Linked DNA regions of Triticum aestivum: region 2 is linked to region 1. Evidence: chromatin contacts called from public Hi-C data. All regions are on one chromosome and are shown on one strand. The core of a region is the stretch at or near the end of the contact, and the rest is flanking DNA. Distances in the headings are between cores, read along the strand shown. Region 1 holds the start of LOC123112559 (uridine kinase-like protein 1, chloroplastic). Region 2 holds the start of LOC123112564 (proteasome subunit beta type-1).

Evidence for each region. Hi-C and Micro-C count contacts between places; a contact is called where the count stands out from the background.
Region 2: a Hi-C map of leaf shows a contact between it and region 1, with 6 times the contacts expected there. The contact joins the promoter of LOC123112564 here to the promoter of LOC123112559 in region 1. A contact is called at or near these places in 3 of 5 Hi-C or Micro-C datasets (all in leaf).

Annotation. Positions count from the first base shown.
Region 1 is chr5B:473,182,580-473,186,527 of IWGSC CS RefSeq v2.1, reverse strand. It overlaps LOC123112559 (uridine kinase-like protein 1, chloroplastic), which reads left to right and starts at 2,133. Exons shown (of 14, transcript XM_044533591.1): 1 at 2,133-2,510; 2 at 2,612-2,703; 3 at 3,060-3,129; 4 at 3,234-3,352. The coding sequence starts at 2,294. LOC123112560 (ribulose-phosphate 3-epimerase, cytoplasmic isoform) reads left to right here. Exons shown (of 8, transcript XM_044533592.1): 4 at 1-55; 5 at 129-226; 6 at 789-881; 7 at 986-1,027; 8 at 1,161-1,518. The coding sequence ends at 1,316.
Region 2 is chr5B:473,376,324-473,380,271 of IWGSC CS RefSeq v2.1, reverse strand. LOC123112564 (proteasome subunit beta type-1) reads left to right here and starts at 1,945. Exons shown (of 7, transcript XM_044533594.1): 1 at 1,945-2,169; 2 at 2,267-2,374; 3 at 3,645-3,726. The coding sequence starts at 2,129.

The DNA.
Region 1 (3,948 bases), core at 884-3,383:
GCATTTGGAAAAGCTGGTGCCTCAGGATTCACGTTCCATATAGAAGTAACCAGGGGTAAATAAACCACGTGCTGACAAATCTGCGAATGGTTCATGATTTTTGTTGCCTTATGGAAAGCTTGGTGCAGATAACTGGAAAGAGCTCATCCAAAGCATTAAAGCAAAGGGCATGCGACCTGGTGTATCATTGAAGCCTGGTACTCCTGTGGAGGATGTTTTTCCCCTGGTAACTTCATTTGTTCCATACAATTGTTCTTGTTATCATGTTGTACATTATTGAAAAACCACTGGAAGAAAATACATTTAAAATAAAAAAAAATCATATTAACAGCTAACATGAGAAGTGAGCTTGTATGCATTTATTTTCAATGTGTACAGTTAGCTTTATTTCTAATACATAAAATCCAGTGTGTCCTCTGGTGTCCAGAACTGAAACCCCATCCAGAGCTGATTTATGTAGGAAGTAGTTCCTTTTTAGGTACTGTACTAGTGTTGTTGTGCACTCGTATACTGGACTATTGGTCCATTGATCCATTCAAGTAGTAATCTGTTATGTTTAACTCTTAGCATAATTTGTTGACCAAAATGATTGTGGCACAAGCACATCCAGTTTCCCTTGTTCAGGCGCATTTCACTTCCCCTTCTTACACAATCTTCACTGAATGTTACTGTACTCTAGTACATCTTCCATTGCAGATGAACGGCCTTTGTCATGATGGCCTGTCTAAACTTAATCATCTGATCTCCGATTAGCTAGCATTTCTACTAACAACTGCATGTATTTACAGGTGGAAGCAGAAACCCCTGTAGAGTTGGTTCTCGTGATGACGGTCGAGCCTGGCTTCGGTGGCCAGAAGTTCATGCCGGAGATGATGGATAAGGTATCCACCCACTCTGTTTTCCGGGGTCGATACTCTTACCCTTTCTTATCTAGTAGGATAGTTCTGACCACTTGTCTGTCTGCAACCTGGATTTGTTTCTCCAGGTGCGTACGCTGAGGAAGAAGCACCCGTCGCTCGACATTGAGGTACAGTTACAATGCCGATCCATGTTCGGCTAGTATCACATCACAGCCACAGGCGCCCATAGGCGATCTTCCCACGGCGTCTCGTTTCCTGACGTTATATTGTTTCCTGACGTTATATTGTTTGTGTGTGTAGGTCGACGGCGGCCTGGGTCCTTCCACCATCGACGCCGCCGCGTCGGCCGGCGCCAACTGCATCGTCGCCGGGAGCTCCGTGTTCGGCGCGCCCGACCCCGGAGAGGTCATCTCGGCGCTGCGCAAGAGCGTGGAGGCGTCGCAGATCAAGAGCTGATCATCTGTAGCTCTGCGCGCTCGGACTTGCGTGTATGTTTCTGCTGTAAACTAGAACCACTCTGCACGACGCTCGTCAGCAGTTTTGCGATTCCGAATAAAATGTGCGCTTGGCTTTCACGCAGTTTGGGTCTTGTAGAGATAGTGATAAACTGATAACAGTGACATGGAAGACACTACTACCGTGCGATATTTGTGGTTCACTGTGCGTCGCAGGTTGAGATTAGGATCTGATTCCTCATTCCCTCCCTCGTATCACGCTGCCATTGCCAAACGGGAGGACACGGCGAGGCGGCACATGTTGTCGATAGGAGCGGAATCAGATTGGCCCTGGTCTCCTTTTTTCTAACACCACCAGTACCAAGACGTCTCGAGCCATGTGCATCGCACGTTGATCGATCAGTTTTTTTTTGAACGATCAGTTGTCCATCCATCCATACCCTAAACTGGATCACGCATACTCATGCTACTGACGCAACCGTATTATATACGCTACGCTACTGCTGATAGACGACAGAGCAGTTGCAGCGAACGAATCAACATGCTTCATGGGCTTTTTGTCGTTGAGATGAGAAGAAGAGAAAAACAGCGTGATCAGATCGTACACCGAGCTAGCCACCGGCCCCACCCCATCCAGCCGCCTGCTCCCTGCGTGCGCGAGGTGTTCCTGCGCCGTGACTCCCATCCCCATCGGCGGGCCCACCCGCCACTCCCCCAGTCCACGGCGCACGCACCCATCCCCTCCCCTCCACGAGCAAAACCGGCCCCACGCACCACGTTTCGTTCGGGGAAACTAATTATTTTCCCGTCGGTTCAAAAACCCGACCGCGACTCGCGAGCGGATCCGGGTCGGGGAGAGCAGCCAGCACCCAGCAGGACCCGCGAAGCCGCCGTGCGAGCGAGCGAATCCCGAATCCCGAATCCCGATCGATCGCGGCGCGGCGGCGGCGGCGGGACCGACCGGAGACCGCTGACACCATGCCGGACAAGGCGGTGGACGACGCCATGGAGTCCGCGGTGGGGGCCCACTTCAGCGGCCTCCGTCTCGAGGCGCTGCGCCTCCCCGCCCCCTCCGGGCCCTCCTCCCCCTCCTCCTCCACCTCCGCCGGCGCCGCCGCCGCCCTCGCCAACGGGCTCGCCCACGCCGGCGCCGACGTCGCCTCCCCCTCCTCACTCAGGCAGCCCTTCGTCATCGGTACTTTTCTCCAGCGCCCTGCTCCCCCACTGGCCAGTCGCTCAGTGTGGCGTGGTTCTGAAGCTCTGACTGATACTTAACTGTTCGCGTGGTCTCTCCAGGGGTTTCGGGCGGGACGGCCTCGGGGAAGACCACGGTGTGCGACATGATCATCCAGCAGCTCCACGACCACCGCGTCGTGCTCGTCAACCAGGTCTGCTCACTGTCTGCTTCTGTGATTCGAAGTGCTCTGCGCTACCAGCCTGCTAGGGATCCTCACTTGACACCACCTCCTGCAGTAGAATCATGCCTTTTAGTTTGTCTGTCGTGTCCAAGTGCTGCAGTTCATCAAATTCGAAGGCCTGTCGTGCTAGCATAGCCATCACTTAGTTTGGGAACTGAACAATGAGTGTACAGACACCTAATGATCTGCTGTTGTTCGCACCTCCAGAACTGAACAATGAAGTCGCAGTAAAGCTAGTCGCACACAATCCTACAGCAAATTTCAAAGGCAGACCAATTTCATTTCCCGGACATGCCTGATTTTCAGTATGGCCTTTAATTTTGTAGGATTCATTTTACCGTGGCTTAACTGCTGAAGAATCTGCAAGTGCTCAGGACTACAACTTCGATCATCCTGGTATTTCACTTTTCATGTTGATTGGAACTATGCTACCTTTGTTAGTGATCAGAGAAGCTGTCTATTGTTTCGTGGAATGTGAAGCAGATGTTTTTTTTTTACAGACGCATTTGATACGGAGCAACTTCTTGAATGCATGGGGCAACTAAAACGTGCATTGCCTGTAAATGTTCCTATATATGACTTTAAAAATCACCGAAGGTGCTCAGAAAGGTTCCGAAAGGTTGGTAGTAATCAGTTATGCCTTATGAACTTGTTGACATGAAGAAGTTTCCCGTGTTTACAATTTTGAGTCCAGCTCATTGGACTTTTCAATAACTCTTTCTGAGAATTATTTTGCTATAACTTTGAGTGAAGCCTTTTTTCTATCTGTACAACTATATGACCATCTGGTATTTTCTATGGTCGAGTGCAAACCTATGCTTTCTATGGGAAATATTGGAAGTACAGGGCATGCTATTTGCTCTCTGTGTGAGACATTGAAAAATAATACTGGTTTGAGTATGAAAATTTATTGCATAATTCGTGCAACATTTTTGCAGCCTGATATAATTTACAACCTTGCAAGAAATTCTGTTAGTCACTGAAGTTTTTTTTACCCTTTTATGATCATGTCATAGACATTTGTATGAACAGGCAAACTACTTCCAAAACTCTGCACTATTCTGACTTGTGAACTTATGCAGTCTGTATTCGTAATTTTGAAGTAAACCTTATTAAGCTGTGATAAAGAATGCATTCCTTGAATTAGTACTACTGAATATCTTGATATATATTTATTTCAGGTTGTAAGTTTTAGAATGATTATTTTTCAGTATT
Region 2 (3,948 bases), core at 696-3,195, 190 kb before region 1:
ACTACATATGCATGCGCCAAGCGCTTAACACATCAGATTATCCATGACAACACAAAACATAATGCAAAAATACAACTTATGACTCACATGCATCAACTGATGATGTAGCAGCTACATGTATAAGGTAATGCAAAAGATATAATCGATGACTCACACTTGCTGATGTGAGATGGTTGCATTGTTTTAAAAGTAGGGATGAAAATGGCATGAAAACTTTTCCCTTTTCCGGAGGAAAAATTGAAATGAAGAGGAAATATGAAAATGGAAACAGAAATTTGCAAAACGAAAATGAAAATGAAATTCTTATGCGAAAACGAAAACAAAAACGGAACGGTGTTTTCTGGTGGAACAGATGTGAAAATGAAACTTTCCATTTCCATGAATATGGAATTTCCATTTTTAGTATAGGTCTATGGCTGCTTTGTAGCCCAACCACCAAATAACACACAATGACACACAATAACGCAATGAGCAGAATAGATCATTTGAGGTCCAACTTCTACTACCACATACGTACTCAACGAGACCATATACACAATTGTCCAGTACTACTACAATACTACGTTAAGTTGCTAACATAATCATATTATTTTGTTGCCACGGTAACATTTCATTAAATTTATTTGTTTTTGTGTTTATTTCTCTATGACTCAAGGGTTTTGAAGTTCCAGTCAATGCCCACTTCTGTTTTCATGTCCGCTTTGTGTCTGCTTTTGGTGGTATTTGTTTTCGTATTCATCTTCGGGGTTTTTGTTTTTCTTTTCGCTTCTAAAAGAATATGAAAACAAATGTGGTAGCACCCAGTTCCGTCCATTTCTGCTTTGTTTACATCCATATTGAAAAGTAAGTCCATGCCTCTGACGAAATCACAACCGTGCCTCTCGCGGAAGAAAAAAAAAACAGAAAACTCGTTTTTTTCCTTTTTCGAGGAGGCACGGCCGTGACTCTCGTGAAAGCACAACCGCGCCTCTCGCGGAAGCAAAACTGTGCCTCTCACGAAAGAAAAAAAACAGAAAACATATTTTTTTTGTTTCCAAGAGGCACGACCGTGACTCTTGCGAAAACACAACCGTGTCTCTCGCGGAAGCAAAACCATGCCTCTCGCGAAAGGAAAAAACAAATAGAAAACGCGTTTTCCCCGTTTCCAAGAGGCACGGCCGTGCCTCTCGCGAAAGCACAACCGTGTCTCTCGCGAAAACAAAATAGTGACTCTCCCAAAAAAAAACTGCGCTTTTTTGCGCAATTTTTTTTTTGTCGAAAACAAGGGTGGAAAAAGCGGTAGGTGTAAGCGAAGCGGTTGGCCTTTGCCTAGTGCCTAGGCGGTGCCTAAGCGCCCTAGGCGCGGCCTAGGCGGTAATATAATTTTTACTCGTAGTGTATTTGTGATTATTATATGGGTGTTGATATTAGTTTAGGGCATATAAATAAGTTAATTATCATCTACTACCATTGGAATATAACCCATTTGGTATATTAGTGCAGTATGTGGCATCATTTCTTGCTTGCGTAGGCAATTCCTTGCTTGCCCTGCCTAAACCTCCATTTATGACCTAGGCGAGGCGTTTGGCCATTGCCTAGTGCCTAGGCGTGCCTAAGCGCCTCCTAGGCACTGCCTTTTCTAACAGAGGTTGAAAAGTTTGGGAAGACCGGTGGAAAACCAAAACGTCAAAAAAACCCGAAAAAAAACCGTTTCCAAAGCCAAAAACGCGCGCGAAAAAATAAAAAAAAATCCGGAGGAAGCGCCTAGAGTGCGACATGTGACGAATGACTGAGAGCGCGCCAAGTAACGCTGATCGTTGCGAGGCTCCCGAAGGAGCGCTCGTTAATTAGTTGCTCTCATTACATTATCCAAAACGAAATATTTTGTTTCGGGGAATGGGCCCCGATTCCGGCCCGACAAAAAGACCTGTTTGCTGTGAGCAAAGAAAGCGCAGTCCATCGCGGCCCAGGACGGCCTACGAAGCCTCGACCCACCGAGATCGAGAAGGCCACGAAGAAATCAGATCAAAGGGGGAAGGAAGCGAGGCACAGGGCACCGCACTGCTCCACTTCGCCTTCTCCTCCAAGCCACGAACTCCGGCGACTCCACCACAAGCCCCCGAGCAGCCCGCCCTCTCCGACCACCGCCATGTCGAGGCGCGGCGACTGGGTCTACGAGAACAACGGCGGGTAAGCGCCCTCCCTCTCGCCCTTCGTCGGCCCCGCCCCCGCCGCCCGTCTCCGCGCATCTCATAACGAGGGCCGCTTTTGGTTGGCGTCTGTGCAGGACCTGCGTGGCCATCGCCGGCGCGGACTACTGCGTGGTCGCCGCCGACACCCGCCTCTCCGTCGGATACAACATCCTCACGCGCGAGCACTCCAAGATCTGCGAGCTGTAAGTTCCCCCGCCGAAATCTCGTGCCTCGATCTGTCTGCCTGGCGACTAGGGTTTGTCGGCCGGGAGACCGTGTGGCACTGTGGTGCGATAGGGTTTGGATACCTTGGTGGAGAGGTCGGATTTTAGAGCCTCGCTTCGTCGATTTGGCTAGGGTTTGGTGCTTGGAGGTCTCGGATTGAATTGGGGGAAAACACCAAAACGTTCATGAGTTTTTCTTCTGTAAACCCTGGCTGTCCCAGCGTGCTTTTGATGCGATTTGCCGATTTCTATGGAGAGACGACATAAACATGAAACATGCCTTGTCTTTAGTTTGTGTACCCTCACTCCAGGTCATAGGATACTTTTGTCATAGCCTGGACAGCCATCTTCGTCCCTGTAATTAAATAGAGGATTGGTTTGGGAGACAGAAAGATGTTCTTATTGTTTCATTTTTATGCTTATCTTTAAGTTCAAACAGATAAATTTGTAAGATGCCATTAGGTATGCTTCTATGCTGGCATTCAGAAAGTCTACAATGAGCTTTATCTCAAATTCTTTTAGATTTCTACTTCATGTGCGTCTTCTGGAATTGGTCTGTCGTAATGTCTGTTCATACCATGATAGACAATTTGGTTCTATTTTTGTTCCATAGGCGTTAAACTGTTTGGTATGGATAGCTGGCAGTGGATGATATCTCTTACCTATAGGTTTGCTCCATGCTGCTGGTTAATGTGAAAATTGATAAAAAGCTTTCGGGTTTACACCGTCTGGAGTAGGACATATAACACAAAATGATGCAATGAAATGCAATATATGTCTTCATTTGATTGAGAGTTTCATCACAACCAATTGTGCCGTAATTATGTTCCAATACAGCCTTGCTATTGTGATGTTACTTGCATTTGGTTATACCCCCAACTCCCCAAATATCAAATTTGCTTTCAAAGAGCATGTTCTGCAAATCTATTTTCTTGCTTAATGTTAGGCGGTAATCATTTATATCTAAATTCTTAATTAAGTCTAGTTAATGATATACATTGCAGTAATATCTTGTTGTATGAGTGAAAGCAAATGTTGTAGTGTTGTAGGCACACATTAGCAGGTCCAAGTTATTATCATGCAATTGGTTTCTTTCTTTTACCATGAAGCTTAGTTAACAATGACTCTTTATCCCGCTTTGTGACAAAGCTGGGTATTCCCTAGCTGACAATTTTATATTGTTAATAATTTCAATATGTGGCTCATTGCTTGCGTAAAATATTAAAACATCATTTCTTTATTTGTCTAGGGCCGATAAATGTGTAATAGCATCTTCTGGCTTCCAAGGTGACATCAAAGCTCTACAGAAGAACTTAGCTGCCAGGGAACTGGTAAAGTTGCAAAATCTCATTTATCCGTGTTCTGCCTATATACATCCATTCACACCTTCGGTGTCGATACCAAATGATTCTTGGATGGTTTCATCCCAATCAAATTCTTTATAGCTATGTGTTTTGGAATTTCCTTGGGGAGTATTTGATCTGTTGGTGGTCTCAAGCTATTTGAACTTCCAAAAATATTTCCAGTTAGCAGTTACTCTGATGATGGAAGTT